3 separate regions of the Mus musculus genome follow, and regions 1 and 2 are each linked to region 3. Evidence: chromatin contacts called from public Hi-C and HiChIP or PLAC-seq data. All regions are on one chromosome and are shown on one strand. The core of a region is the stretch at or near the end of the contact, and the rest is flanking DNA. Distances in the headings are between cores, read along the strand shown.

Region 1 (3,854 bases), core at 54-2,553, 470 kb after region 3:
ACGAAATTTCCCAAGATGGTGTGGCCCTGCACATTATGTGTGCATCTCAGAGGGTACAGGTGACAAAAACACTGCTACTTTTCAACACCCTGAACTCTTCAAAGCCAGTGGCTTGTGAGGAAGCTTTCGATTTCTTTTGTGGGTTTTAACATTGAAATAGCAGAGCTCTGGGAAGACTTGGCCTCTCTCTCTCTCTCTCTCTCTCTCTCTCTCTCTCTCTCTCTCTCTCTCCCTCTCCCTCTCTCTCTCCCTCTCTCTCTCTCTCTCTCTCTCTCTCTCTCTCTCTCAAATATCACAGTCTTTAAAAAGTAGCTCCTCACTAAAAACAAGCAAGCAAGCAAGAAAACAACCACAACAAACAAACAAACAATAGCAACAACAGACTCTCGGCAAAAGAGAGGCCTCAGAAGTCCTGGGAGCACGGATTGAGGACATAACCTTAGAATTAGGATGAGCGCCTTACAGAGGTGATACCCACATGCGCACTCGCCATCAGGGCTCCCTATGCTTCCTCCCTCCATACTGTGAGGCTGTGACCCATCTGGGCTTCAATCTTAACTTCTCAAGGTCAGCAGCTCTTCTGTTGGCTCCAGTACATCTGGAAATTTTTGAGCTCATGTCCAGTTCTATTTCTTTTAAAAAATTCCCACTGAGTGCAGAAAGTTCATTTCTAGTTTTTCCCCTTTTCTCTGATATAATCTCTCTCTATATATGCATAGTTTTACTTATTTTCACTTTTTAAATTTTTTTTTTTTTTTTTTTTTTTTTTTGCTCCTAGTTAAACTATTCATTAGCTTCCCAGAGCTGTTCCTCTAGAGGACACACATTATAAATGAGGAAAGAAAAGCAGAAAAAAGATGTTTACTCACCTTTTTCTGGACTACCAGTACCAGAATGATCGCCACTGCCACAACAAGGCACACCAGTGCGGTGGTGCTGAGGTAGAAGTAGCTGCGACTTGTGCTTCTCCAGGGCCTCGTGCTTCTCCAGGGGCTGGCTACCGAGCCGGGCTGCACCTGCATGGCTGGGTCAGGGGAAGGAGCCCCACAGCTGCCTGCTTGTTGCAGCCCTGGCTCCATGCTTTATATAGTCTGTCCCACATCACACCTTATCTCTCCTCATCTGATTCGGTTCTGTACCCAGCTCTGTTCCAAGAAGGATTTTCCCCTGCATCCTGGATCATGTGACTTGGAAAAAAGCCTTCACCAGTTGCCGGATGGAGAAACTCTTCTCTGGGGGCGTGAGGCGAAGGGTGGCTGCAAGGGTGGGGGAGAGGTTCATTTTTCATCGCCTGGGATTAATCTGAGTGCAGAGAAATTGTAGCGAGATAGACGATGGTTGATGTCAGCGGGTGGTAGGAAGGAGACAGTTCCGCGTGAGTGTACACCAACCACTTCTGTTTCCTTTAGGCTCAGCCACAGAACGCCTTGCCGCGGGGACCCTGCACACTGCATGATCCATGCTGGTGGCCCAGGAAGCTTCCAGATTAGTCTCTTTGCTGGGTCCCTGGAGATGGCAGTCCTTTGTCAGCAGCACAATGACTGTTGGGGTTGTCCAACAATTACAGCATGCTCTAAACTGGAAACATACCCATTTCTGGGAAAGAAGAGCCCACTGTTTGGGCATTTACCTACCTGGAGACAAGGTTGTGGCAGTAGGATATTTGAGGATAGTTTCAAAGACATGGTGAGAGAAGAGGAATTTGGAAATAATTTGCTGTTGAACCAAAGCTCCTCTATCTCTTGCAGGGTGCTCTCCAGGGCTGTTAAATTTGCCGATGAAACTGGCTTGCCCTAAAGTTCATACTAGGGGAAGAAATTAGTGAGGGGGTCAGGAAGGGGAGGCTCAGTGCTGTGGAACGAGTGTGTGAAGTGTCTGTGGGTTGTATGGGGGTGCAAATAGTGTTCCAGGTGTTTGTGATGAGTTTGTGGACAGAGGTTACTAGAATTGAACATTCTGGCTCAGGTACAGTCTTGGGAACTTGGCTTAGAGGCTGACTTCACACTCGTCACCAGCCTCAGAGGCAAGTAGTATTTCTTCTTCACAGCATAGAGAACTGAGACCCAGCATAAAAGCATTCTTAATCAAATCTACCAGTGTTAATCTAATGGTAAAACTTGGTGGTATATGCAAACCAGCCTGGCTCCAAAAGCCTGCCGGACCCTTTCCTTACAGGCTGAAAACCTCAGGTTGCATCTTAGCCTTTCCTCTTCTCAGCATTGCTCCTTGAATAAGTCAACGCAGCCCCTGCTTTCACCCCAGTCTGCTTTGCAGTCATGGGGAAGATCAAACAGGATGATGTAAGAGGGCTTCCTGAATGGGAATGGACTTGGCAGCTGTTGTTGAACAATTCCTGTTAAACAGCCCAAGTTGCCCTCTGGGCCATGTCTGGAATTTCATATAATAAATAGATTTCTGGGACACAGAGCTGGATCGTATCTGTTGCTATGAATGACCTTTCTTTCAGAATATTCTCTAAAAGCTTCAGAGCTGCCTCCAGATGTGGCCTTCTGAAACCTCACTTGCTATTTCCCTTGAGGTAGACAGCACCTTCTCTTTTGACTATACACTACCTCTGCAGGTCACAGGACATGTCAGAAGCCCCAAAGAAATGCCGGATCCAAAGCCCAGCTCAGATTATTTAGCTTTCTGGATCTGTGTAGATCTCTCTTTGAGCATTCTGCAAGGCAGCTTAGACTTAGGAGATGGTCTAGAGGCCCTTTTTGGTGAGTTTATAAAATGAAAAACCACAGAGGAGGGATAGGTAGTGAGGAATGAACTGGTGAGTATCTTCTTCGAGGGCAGTGTCTCCATCTGGTTGTCAAGGAAACTGAGCCTGGGGTTTGGAAGACAGATTTGTCCTTAGCCACTTGTCCTGCTGGTTTAGATAGGGCAAGGCAAGTTAGTGTTTTGGGGGGGTACACTTGTTTGATTTGGGGAGAAAGCCTTGTCCTTTGGTAGGTACGGACAGGGAGTGGGTGGCAATCTGCCCAGAGCTGCTGAGAACCGGCTGCTCCCTTGGCCCTCTCTGTTTAGCCCCTTTGATCGAAGTGGAAAACTTCTGATTGCTGAATGGAAGCTGTGGGTGTTGAAAAATAAAAAGGCTTCGTTTAAAGTTCAGGTCTTCCTGAAGGCCCATGGGGCTGAGGAGGCAGTGGAAAAAAATGTTTGTCTTATACTTACAGTTTTGCATATTGTACATTGTCCTAGGAGGGAGGGCTGACAAGGGGGAAAATCACCCTTTGTTCTTAGAACCTTCTGAACAGTTGAGATTTTCAGATCAGTCACTAACAGTTTGTGGGCCCAACTTCACTTCTTTTGTGGTTGCATCCTCTGCTAGTGAAATTTCAGAGGCACCCTATTCCCTACTCCTGTTGTCTTCACCTCCTCTATGCTTTTCATGTGTTGCAAGATCTGGTCCAGGCAACCTAGCAGTCAACTCCCTGTGATAACAGGCTCTTTTCAATTTCTACCTAAGCCACACAAGGTGCATGTGGCAGGATCCTACAGGTTCCTTGCTGAGTTATTTTCAAATCCTTCTTGGAGGTAAAACTGCACAGGAAATGTTAAAAAAAAAAAAAAAAAAAGCAGAACTTGGCCGGAGCAGAGGAAGGTCAGGTAGAAAGGCTGAGCCTAGCTGATTGCTCACTTTATAAGACCCAGAGTCAGTACATGATACATGAAATATGGAGTCTTGTGATTATTTAGCTCAAATTATTTATTTCACAAGGAAGGAGATGGAGACACTGAGATGACATGACCTGAAGGGTTTGAGAACTCACTCAGTGATCAAGCCTGAGGACCGAAGTGTGCTATTCAAAACCCACATATAAATGCTGGGTGCAGTGGCATGC
Region 2 (3,650 bases), core at 767-3,266, 450 kb after region 3:
ATTACTTTTCTTTGATTTCTCTTAACATCAAAGGACTCAATTACCCAATAAAAAGATATAGACTAACAAACTGGCTACACAAACAGGACCCAACATTTTGCTGCTTACAGGAAACCCACCTCGGGGATAAAGACAGACACTACCTCAGAGTAAAAGGCTGGAAAGCAATTTTCAAGCAAATGGTCTGAAGAAACAAGCTGGAGTAGCCATTCTAATATCAAATAAAATTGACTTCCAACTCAAAGTTATCTAAAAAGACAAGAAGGGGCACTTCATACTCATCAAAGGTAAAAATCTACCAAAAGTTCATCTACAAAATGAACTCTCAATTCTAAATATCTATGCTCCAAACGCAAGGGCAGCCACATTCATTAAAGAAACTTTAGTAAAGCTCAAAGCACACATTGCACCTCACACAATAATAGTGGGAGACTTCAACACCCGACTCACCAACGGACAGATCCTGGAAACAGAAACTAAACAGAGACACATGGGTACTACCAGTTACTTCCTTTATCTTATTGTCCAGATTCATTCGAGAAAGACCCTGGGGCCCCGAGAACAGCTAGAAGCTGAGTGAAGGGTTCCCTCTGCTGTCTGAGCAAGCTCACTACTAGAGGAACCCCCAGCAGAAGTAGGGGCAGTATTCATCTCTAGCTGTTCTGGACTCACACGGGGCTTCTGGCCCATCAAAGGCTGAAGGCCAGCTTCCACTCTCTAGATCTTAGCCCATAATTATCATCTAAGCAGTGTTCTTGTGAGGCTTGTTGCTGCCCTGCACATACTCGTGGATGTGTATAACCAGAAATTTGATCCCAAAGTGTAATAGTCTAAGGAAGTGTGACTGTTGTCCAATCTCATCTTTGGGACTGTAGAACATCAACCAAAAGAAACCAGAGAGATGCAAATCGGACTCTCTTTGCTGTGAATCACTTTCTAATTTATGTTCCCTACAGCTCTGATGGGCTTTTGACTCCTCCCAATCTCTCCAGTATCAGCCCATACCCTCCCTCATTTTATTCTGTGTCTTAATAGTAATAAATGTCATCACCACTACCACCATCATAACTAATGTTGACTATTTCTGTAATGTTTTACTGAGCATGCTACAGCCATGATTTCATTTTTACATTTTTTTACAAGCATCCCATAAGAGATTTAATTTTTACAATCATCCCATGAGAGATAGTTTACAGTTATCTCTGTTATTTACATTAGAAACTATAGGTTTTAAAAGTTTAACTGGAGGGTGGGCAAAGATGGAGCAGAGACTGAAGAAATGGCCAAACAATAACGGCCCAACTTGAGACCTATCCCTTGGGTAAACACTAATCTCTGACACTATTACGGATGCCATGTTGTGCTTGCAGACAGGAGTCTAGCATAACTGTCCTCTGAGATGCTCTACCCGGCAGCTGACTGAAACAGATGCAGATGCCGTATGAAGTATGAAGCAGAGGACTGCTTTGTATTGCCTCAGCAGGAGAGGATGTGCATAATTAATCCTGCAGGGACTTGATATTCCAGGGTGGGAGGGGATATATGGGTGAGGAGTGGGGGAGCATCCTCCTAGAGGAGAAGGGGAGGGGAAATGGGAAGAAGGACTCTGTGAGGGAGGAATGGGATGAGGGTGCAGCAGTTGGAATATAAATAAATAAATAGATGAATAAGAAAGGGTTAACTGGCTTGTTCTCAGCCACACATCTAGTTGCTAGTAGGGTGGAGATCAAAACTCAGTCAGTGTGACTCTAATGCCCAAACGGATTTCCCCCCACTCTACACAAGTTTGGAGACGTGCAGCTCCAGTACACAACTACATGGATATGCTTCCACCTGCATACCTCTGGTTCCTGTCAAGTGGAATGCCCTGCCTCTATCAAGCCAGTTGTCCTTTAAAACACATCCTGGCAGAGACTACTGTTTAGTCTCTCCTACTGATCAGCCAAGAAGATGCATTTGCTGAGTGGAGTCAACTAGACCATCTCTCTTATTTCCTTCTGTAGCTCTGGCTGGACCAGTGCTAAGGGCATCAGTGTAGTGAGAAGGAGTGCTTGCTTTTTCCCCTGGCAGGGAGAATATTGGCCTGACTCTCACAGATTCTAAGTTAGGTGGAAAAGTAGGATTCATGCCCTGGATCAAAGCCAGGATGTCACATCAAAAACAGGCTCTATCTCTCTAGTCCTAAGGTCCCTCTGTATCAGGTGGCTTGTGGTGATATCTGCCAGAGCTGAGCATCTACAGATGGTGGCAGAAGTACAAGCCCAGGCTTGTCTCTCACACATGCAGGCGTTTTTTTCTTCTGTTTTTCCCCTTTGGTCTTCATGTGTACAGTGGGGTGACCTCAGCTGTAATTCTGAGAAACCCAATGATGGAAAAAGTCTACCTTATTTTGAAGCATTTGCATTTCCTGAAGTCAAATGGCAGGCATACTGTAGTTTTTCTTCAAGAATTGATTAGATAGTTTCATGCTTAAGACTAAGCACAGGCTTCTCCTTCTAAGAATGCCATTGCTGGAGTTGGTTCAAGGAGGGGCTGGGTATTGAGAGATTGACACTGTTGAGCTGGAAGAAGACCTTGGAGAAGGGTGCCATCTCTGTTACTTCACTTTTGGAGGTGTCAGCAAAAGAAGAGTGAAGGATGCGTGGTGGGGTTCAAACCCCAAGAGTCTTAGTGGCTTCTGAAGGCTTAAAATGCTCTCAGCTGACAACTAACACCACTCTGATCTCCTTTTCCTCACATGGTTTCCGGGGCAGACATATAAGAAGGACACCCAAGTTATAACCCAAGTCACAGAGATGGGAGCTTGAATATTTGGCCAGTCAGTGCTGTTCAAAAAGTGGGCTGGCCGCTTTGAAAGTCACAGGGATCTTGCTAAGACCTAGACAATATTTTGTGGGGTACCAGTCATGCAACTCAAGTCTCATCAGCTTGTGAACCCATGATAAGATAGTCTATTGTGGATATGAAGACTTGTATAGGTGCCCCAGGCAGTAGGAATCTTGCTGTGGCTCCAGAGATTTGTGGACTGAGCATCTAGACTGTATCTCTGCAATCTGTCTCCTCAGTGCCTGAGTCTGGAGGGGTTTATTCTGAGAGAAGAGGCTTAGTTGATGTTTGGATGTTGGGAGTCTGGAATATTCTCTTTCAGATTTTAGCGTTCCTATTTAGATGGGGAACATTGTTGACTGAGATGTAGAAATGCCTTTCTAGATCATTCTAGAGCAGTGAGGGTTAAAGGGAGGAGAGATGAGTCTGTAGCCATTACACACACCCGGGACTGAAGCCTCAGGAGACAGCTGGAGGACGTTGCTGGGAAAGCAGCTTCAGGGTGCCTTCCTGATCCTGAGTCTGGGAGAGTGCCCGGGTCAAGTCACAGGTCAGGGAAATGGGGCTTTCGAGTCAGATGATTTGTGACCTAGTCAACTTCTTCAGAACGACTCCTATAAGGACCGGGCAGATGGTGCTTCTCAGAGAACATGTGGTTCTAGTGAAGGTGTTGGATCCGTCATTTCCTCTCCCAGAACTTCAGCTCCTTACTGTACCAGTGAAGTAAACCCAGTGACACTCAACAGAGATGCGTAGCTAATATGACACACATTAAGATTACAGATGTCTAGTAACAGACACAGCACATGGCTAGCCGTGACTCT
Region 3 (4,014 bases), core at 1,272-3,771:
GGTTCAAATCCTCGCCCTTTCCTTTCCAAGCTATGTGACCCCAGTATACCTTTGCCTCTCTGAGCCCCAAGTCTTCCAACTATCCCGGGACTATAAAAGCTGGTGTTATAAATCTTGTGTTGCTCACCAGCTCCGTGTGAGGACTAACTGGGGCCATATGTGTCCATTTCAGGGTCTACAATGGGCTCAGGGAGAACACTGCTCACGCCACAGAACCAACAGGCCAGGTGGCTGAGCCAAGGCTCTCCCTGGATGGTCCCCAGGGTGGACCTAAGGTTCTCCCTCCATGAGCAGGGGGATGCTTAAAAGCCCTGGCTCCTTCCCCAACTCACCTGTGGCCTCAGAGGCCTGTGGATCCTGGGCAGGGTCAGGCCACCACTCTGCTACTCTGGGTTGCGGGATAGAGAAGGATAAGACCTTGCTTCCTTGTGGCATTGACCCCGAGCAGAAGCTCTGACTGGGCTGTGGTGGGTCTGAATACAGGTGCACCTGAGGAAGAGGGAGGCAGGGAGGGAAGGAGTCAGACAGGGCGAGCTCACTGCAAAGAGGCCACAGCGCATCTGTTATCCAGGCTTCCTCCTTCCTCCTTCCACCACACAGGAGCCCCATCCTTAGCCTGGGAATCACGAACACCACTTTTCAGTGGGTCCTACACTGGGCGGAGGACTTAAAAGCCGCCTCCTATTGTCTTTCCAGAGGTCCTGAAAACGAGGCAGGTAGGGATGACTTTCCCTGTTTTTCTTTTTGTAAATTCGTCTCTCCTACGATATATCCTGACAGCAGCCTTCCCTCCCTCACTCCTCCCAGTTCCTCCCCCCAGTTCCCCTCCCGCACAGATCCACTGCTCCTCCGTGTCCCTTCAGAAAAGAGCAGGCCTCACAGAGATATCAATGGAACACAGCTTAACCAGTTACAATAATACAAGGAACAAACTCTCATATCAAGGCTGGCGAGGCAACCCAGTAAGAGAAAAGGGGTCCCAAGAGCAGGCAAAACAGTAAGAGACACCCCCCACTCCCACTTTTAGGAGCCCCACAAAAAACCCAAGCTAAGCAACCATAACATATATGCAGAGGACCTAGCACAGGCCCATGCGGGCTCCGAGATTGACGCTTCAGTCTCTGTGAGCCCCTACGAGCCCTAGACTCCCAGAAGTTAAGTGCCACAAGAGATCACCAGCTAGCTCTTACACTGGTAACAATAATGGTTACTAGTGATGGTTATTATATGTGTGTAACACATATATGATAATCATTAACGTTTTAATGAAATATTTCCAATAATAACTACATTGATAATGATAAACAGTAAATAGTAGATGGCTGTCTGAATGAAGGAAGGAGATGTTACGTGCACAAACAGAGCCTTCTAGTTGTGCTCTGACCTTGAAGATGGTGTGGGAAGTGTGTAGGGAGGGGGGCAGCTGATGGGGGGGGGGGATACACTGGAGCTCAGCAGGAGGGAATCCTGGTTCCAAGCAGGGGTGTGAACACAGATGGGGAGCCAGGGTCTGCTTTTGTATCCAGGGGCTCCCTGGCTGCAGGCACATCTGCCATCGTGTGCCACCAATGGCAGCTTTCACACCGTAGCAGCCAAGCTGGGCCGGCCCTGACAGAGGTTGTGGAAACCACAGCTGAAAATACTCAGTCTGGCTTGCTTGGCTTAATGTGTGCTCCAAAGTCAGAGGCCAGGCACCGACTCAGGCTCCGTCATGATACACCTCAGTTCTGGAGTGGATGGCACAGTTGGCATCACCGTGCATGAAGTCAGTGTAAGTAAATGGTAGCTCTCACCTGGCACTGTGAACTGTGATCGTCTGGAAGAGACTGTCCCCAATAGCTTTGGAATTTGAATACTTGGTCCCAGCTGGTGGCATTTTGGTGGGGGGGGGGGGGGTAGGACTAGGCGATGTGGCCTTGCTGAAGGAAGTGTATCACTGGGGTGAGCGAGCGCTGAGGCTTCGAGTGCCACACGCAAGTCTCAGTTTGCTCCCTCTGCTTTCTGCTTGTAGTTTATGCTGTGAGCGCTCAGCTTGCTGTTCAGACTGCCAACTGTGCTTCTCCACCGTGATGGTGATGGACCCTTGAGCCATAAACCCACCTAACTCCCTCCTTCTGTATGTTGGCTGGTCATGGTATCTTATCATAGCAATAAGAGAGTAACTAATACAGTCACCAGCATCTCCACCATCACCATCCTCCCTGTCGTCAGCGCAACACCAATAGTACCATCACCACATCACTCCCATCAGCACCATCATAGTCTTCACCATTACCGTAACCTTAACCATCATCCCTGTATCTTCAACATCCTCCCTATCCTTATGTGAATATGGCCACCGTGAAAGTGGACCAGTAAAAAAGATACACTCCTATGATGCCTTACTACCCATTTAAGAGCTCAGGTGGGCTATCCTGACTGCTCTCTGCCACCCCATGATCGGGACTAAGCAGCTGAAGATAGGCCTGACTTAGGAGTTCCACAGCCTTCAGACAGGAAGCCCCTTTGCATAAGCTGTTCTTTGAAGCCTGGCTGTCTCAAGTGTAATTTGGTGACACTGCCTCCCCCTGCCTGAGCCTCCCTAGCTGAGAACAAAGCTGGATTTTCATAATCCTCTGGGCCATCTGCTCAGCTTCGCCTGTGGGGGCCTGCCTATCAACACCCTTTTCTTCCTGAGGTGACCCAAATCCCAGGGGTGGCCCTGCCCTCTTGTGTTCCCCGCCCACTGTGCCAAGGCCCCACCTGAGGAGCAGCAGGAACCTGGCAGCTTCCAGATACAGAGGATGGAAACGAGGGAGACAGAGCCCCAGGACTGTGAGGCCCTGGCCATCCAGAGGAAGTAGGGAGTAGGGAGGGCACTTAGCAACTGCTGAGCCGTAGGGCCTGTGCCTGCCATGACCTGCCATTCTGGACAGACAGTGACACTGCCATGCAGTGACACTCAGAAGCCCTAGGGACTCTGTGCAGGGTGGACCAGCGAGTTTGGGAAACATGGGGTTAAACCTATGAGTATTCTGGGCACAGATGGGGTCTCAAGCCTTTAAAATGGTAATGAGCTCTATGAATGGGGCAAAAGGGGTGGGAAGAAAACACAGCCGCCCTCGCCCCCCCCCCCCCATATACACTGAACCCCATCAGGAGCTTCTGCTCCAGAGTGGCAGCAGAACACACTTCACGAAAGGTGCTGACATCATCCCCAATTCCTTTAAGGGTGGCTTCTGTCTCCTCACCGGTTTCACATCCCCCTAAAGCCGAGACAGGAGCTGGGAGGAAGTCGCAATAGGACAGCGAGTGGTGACATCACCACAGATTCTAGAGTCAGCACACAGAGTAAAGCCCACCCATGACTCCTAATTAGTCCTGGTCCCCTAGCCCATGCTCCCCAGACTGTGTGGTTCCTAGACGCTCCTAGATCTAAGCTCGGCCTTCCCTGGCAGTTTTTCTGGCTGCAGATTCGGTGAGCGTTGCTGGCTTGGCTTTGTCAGAGTAAGTGAGCCATGGGCCCTGCAGCCAGTGTTCAGGGTCAAAACCTAGCTCGGGCACCTCTACCTTGTGTGACCCTGCTAGGTTTTATGTGACAGAGAGGTTATCTCTGTGCCCAGTTGTAAATGACTTAGGATAGCAGTTAACAGAATCACCAGTGGATATTCTCCTATCACCATGGCCTGCCTGTCTGTAGGCTTGTCCCACACACCATGCTGGACCAGATCTAGGGATCCCAGACCTGAGGAAACTATACCATCTGCAAAGAACAGACAGATCCACGGGGACGTGCCACCTTTGTGTCTCACACTTGCTCTAGGACACTCACAGCTTAGCCTTTTGTCTGCAAGTGGAGGGGACACCCTTAGTCTGGGACTGGATTCTGGTTCAGCTGATGTTGGTCTCAGTTCCATCGGACTGTGGTTCCCAGTTCCCCACCACAGAGGGTGTATTCCAGCCTGGTTCCCTCTTGGGTGGGCCCAGCCCTGCCCCCTACATTGTTCTGGGCTCTGGCCAGAGCCTCAGCAGGTG

What was found. Hi-C and Micro-C count contacts between places; a contact is called where the count stands out from the background. HiChIP or PLAC-seq counts read pairs in DNA pulled down with a chosen protein or histone mark.
Region 1: a Hi-C map of CD8 T cells shows a contact between it and region 3, with 2.3 times the contacts expected there. The contact joins the promoter of Tnfsf8 here to the enhancer-like site in region 3. A contact is called at or near these places in 2 of 39 promoter capture datasets (both in liver), 4 of 484 Hi-C or Micro-C datasets (CD4 T cells, CD8 T cells and T follicular helper cells), 5 of 115 datasets of contacts at active chromatin or transcription factors (CD8 T cells, bone marrow-derived macrophages, effector CD8 T cells and 1 more) and 1 of 9 other capture datasets (liver).
Region 2: a contact with region 3 is called in an H3K27ac HiChIP or PLAC-seq map of regulatory T cells, with 7 times the contacts expected there. The contact joins two enhancer-like sites. A contact is called at or near these places in 7 of 39 promoter capture datasets (the 3T3-L1 cell line, the HPC-7 cell line, cranial neural crest and 4 more), 8 of 484 Hi-C or Micro-C datasets (CD4 T cells, CD8 T cells, the HL-1 cell line and 4 more) and 6 of 115 datasets of contacts at active chromatin or transcription factors (CD8 T cells, acute myeloid leukemia, embryonic stem cells and 3 more).

Annotation. Positions count from the first base shown.
Region 1 is chr4:63,859,981-63,863,834 of GRCm38.p6, forward strand. Tnfsf8 (tumor necrosis factor (ligand) superfamily, member 8) reads right to left here and starts at 1,304. Exons shown (of 4, transcript NM_009403.3): 1 at 870-1,304. The coding sequence starts at 1,079.
Region 2 is chr4:63,840,080-63,843,729 of GRCm38.p6, forward strand. The region is part of intron 2 of Tnfsf8 (tumor necrosis factor (ligand) superfamily, member 8); the gene reads right to left. Among named protein-coding and RNA genes, the nearest start is that of Tnfsf8, 19 kb to the right of the region's middle. Within about 2 kb of position 2,017, at least 23 of the 459 cell types and tissues checked have an H3K27ac peak or open chromatin away from gene starts, as enhancers often do. A contact at or near this core is called in CD8 T cells, Th17 cells and regulatory T cells, where this site is marked.
Region 3 is chr4:63,386,665-63,390,678 of GRCm38.p6, forward strand. It overlaps Akna (AT-hook transcription factor), which reads right to left. Exons shown (of 22, transcript NM_001045514.3): 5 at 333-489. It overlaps Aknaos (a long non-coding RNA gene), which reads left to right. Exons shown (of 4, transcript XR_003955426.1): 2 at 1-716; 3 at 1,527-1,771; 4 at 2,012-4,014. Among named protein-coding and RNA genes, the nearest start is that of Gm52742, 6.6 kb to the right of the region's middle. Within about 2 kb of position 2,522, at least 122 of the 459 cell types and tissues checked have an H3K27ac peak or open chromatin away from gene starts, as enhancers often do. A contact at or near this core is called in CD8 T cells, T follicular helper cells, Th17 cells and 3 more, where this site is marked.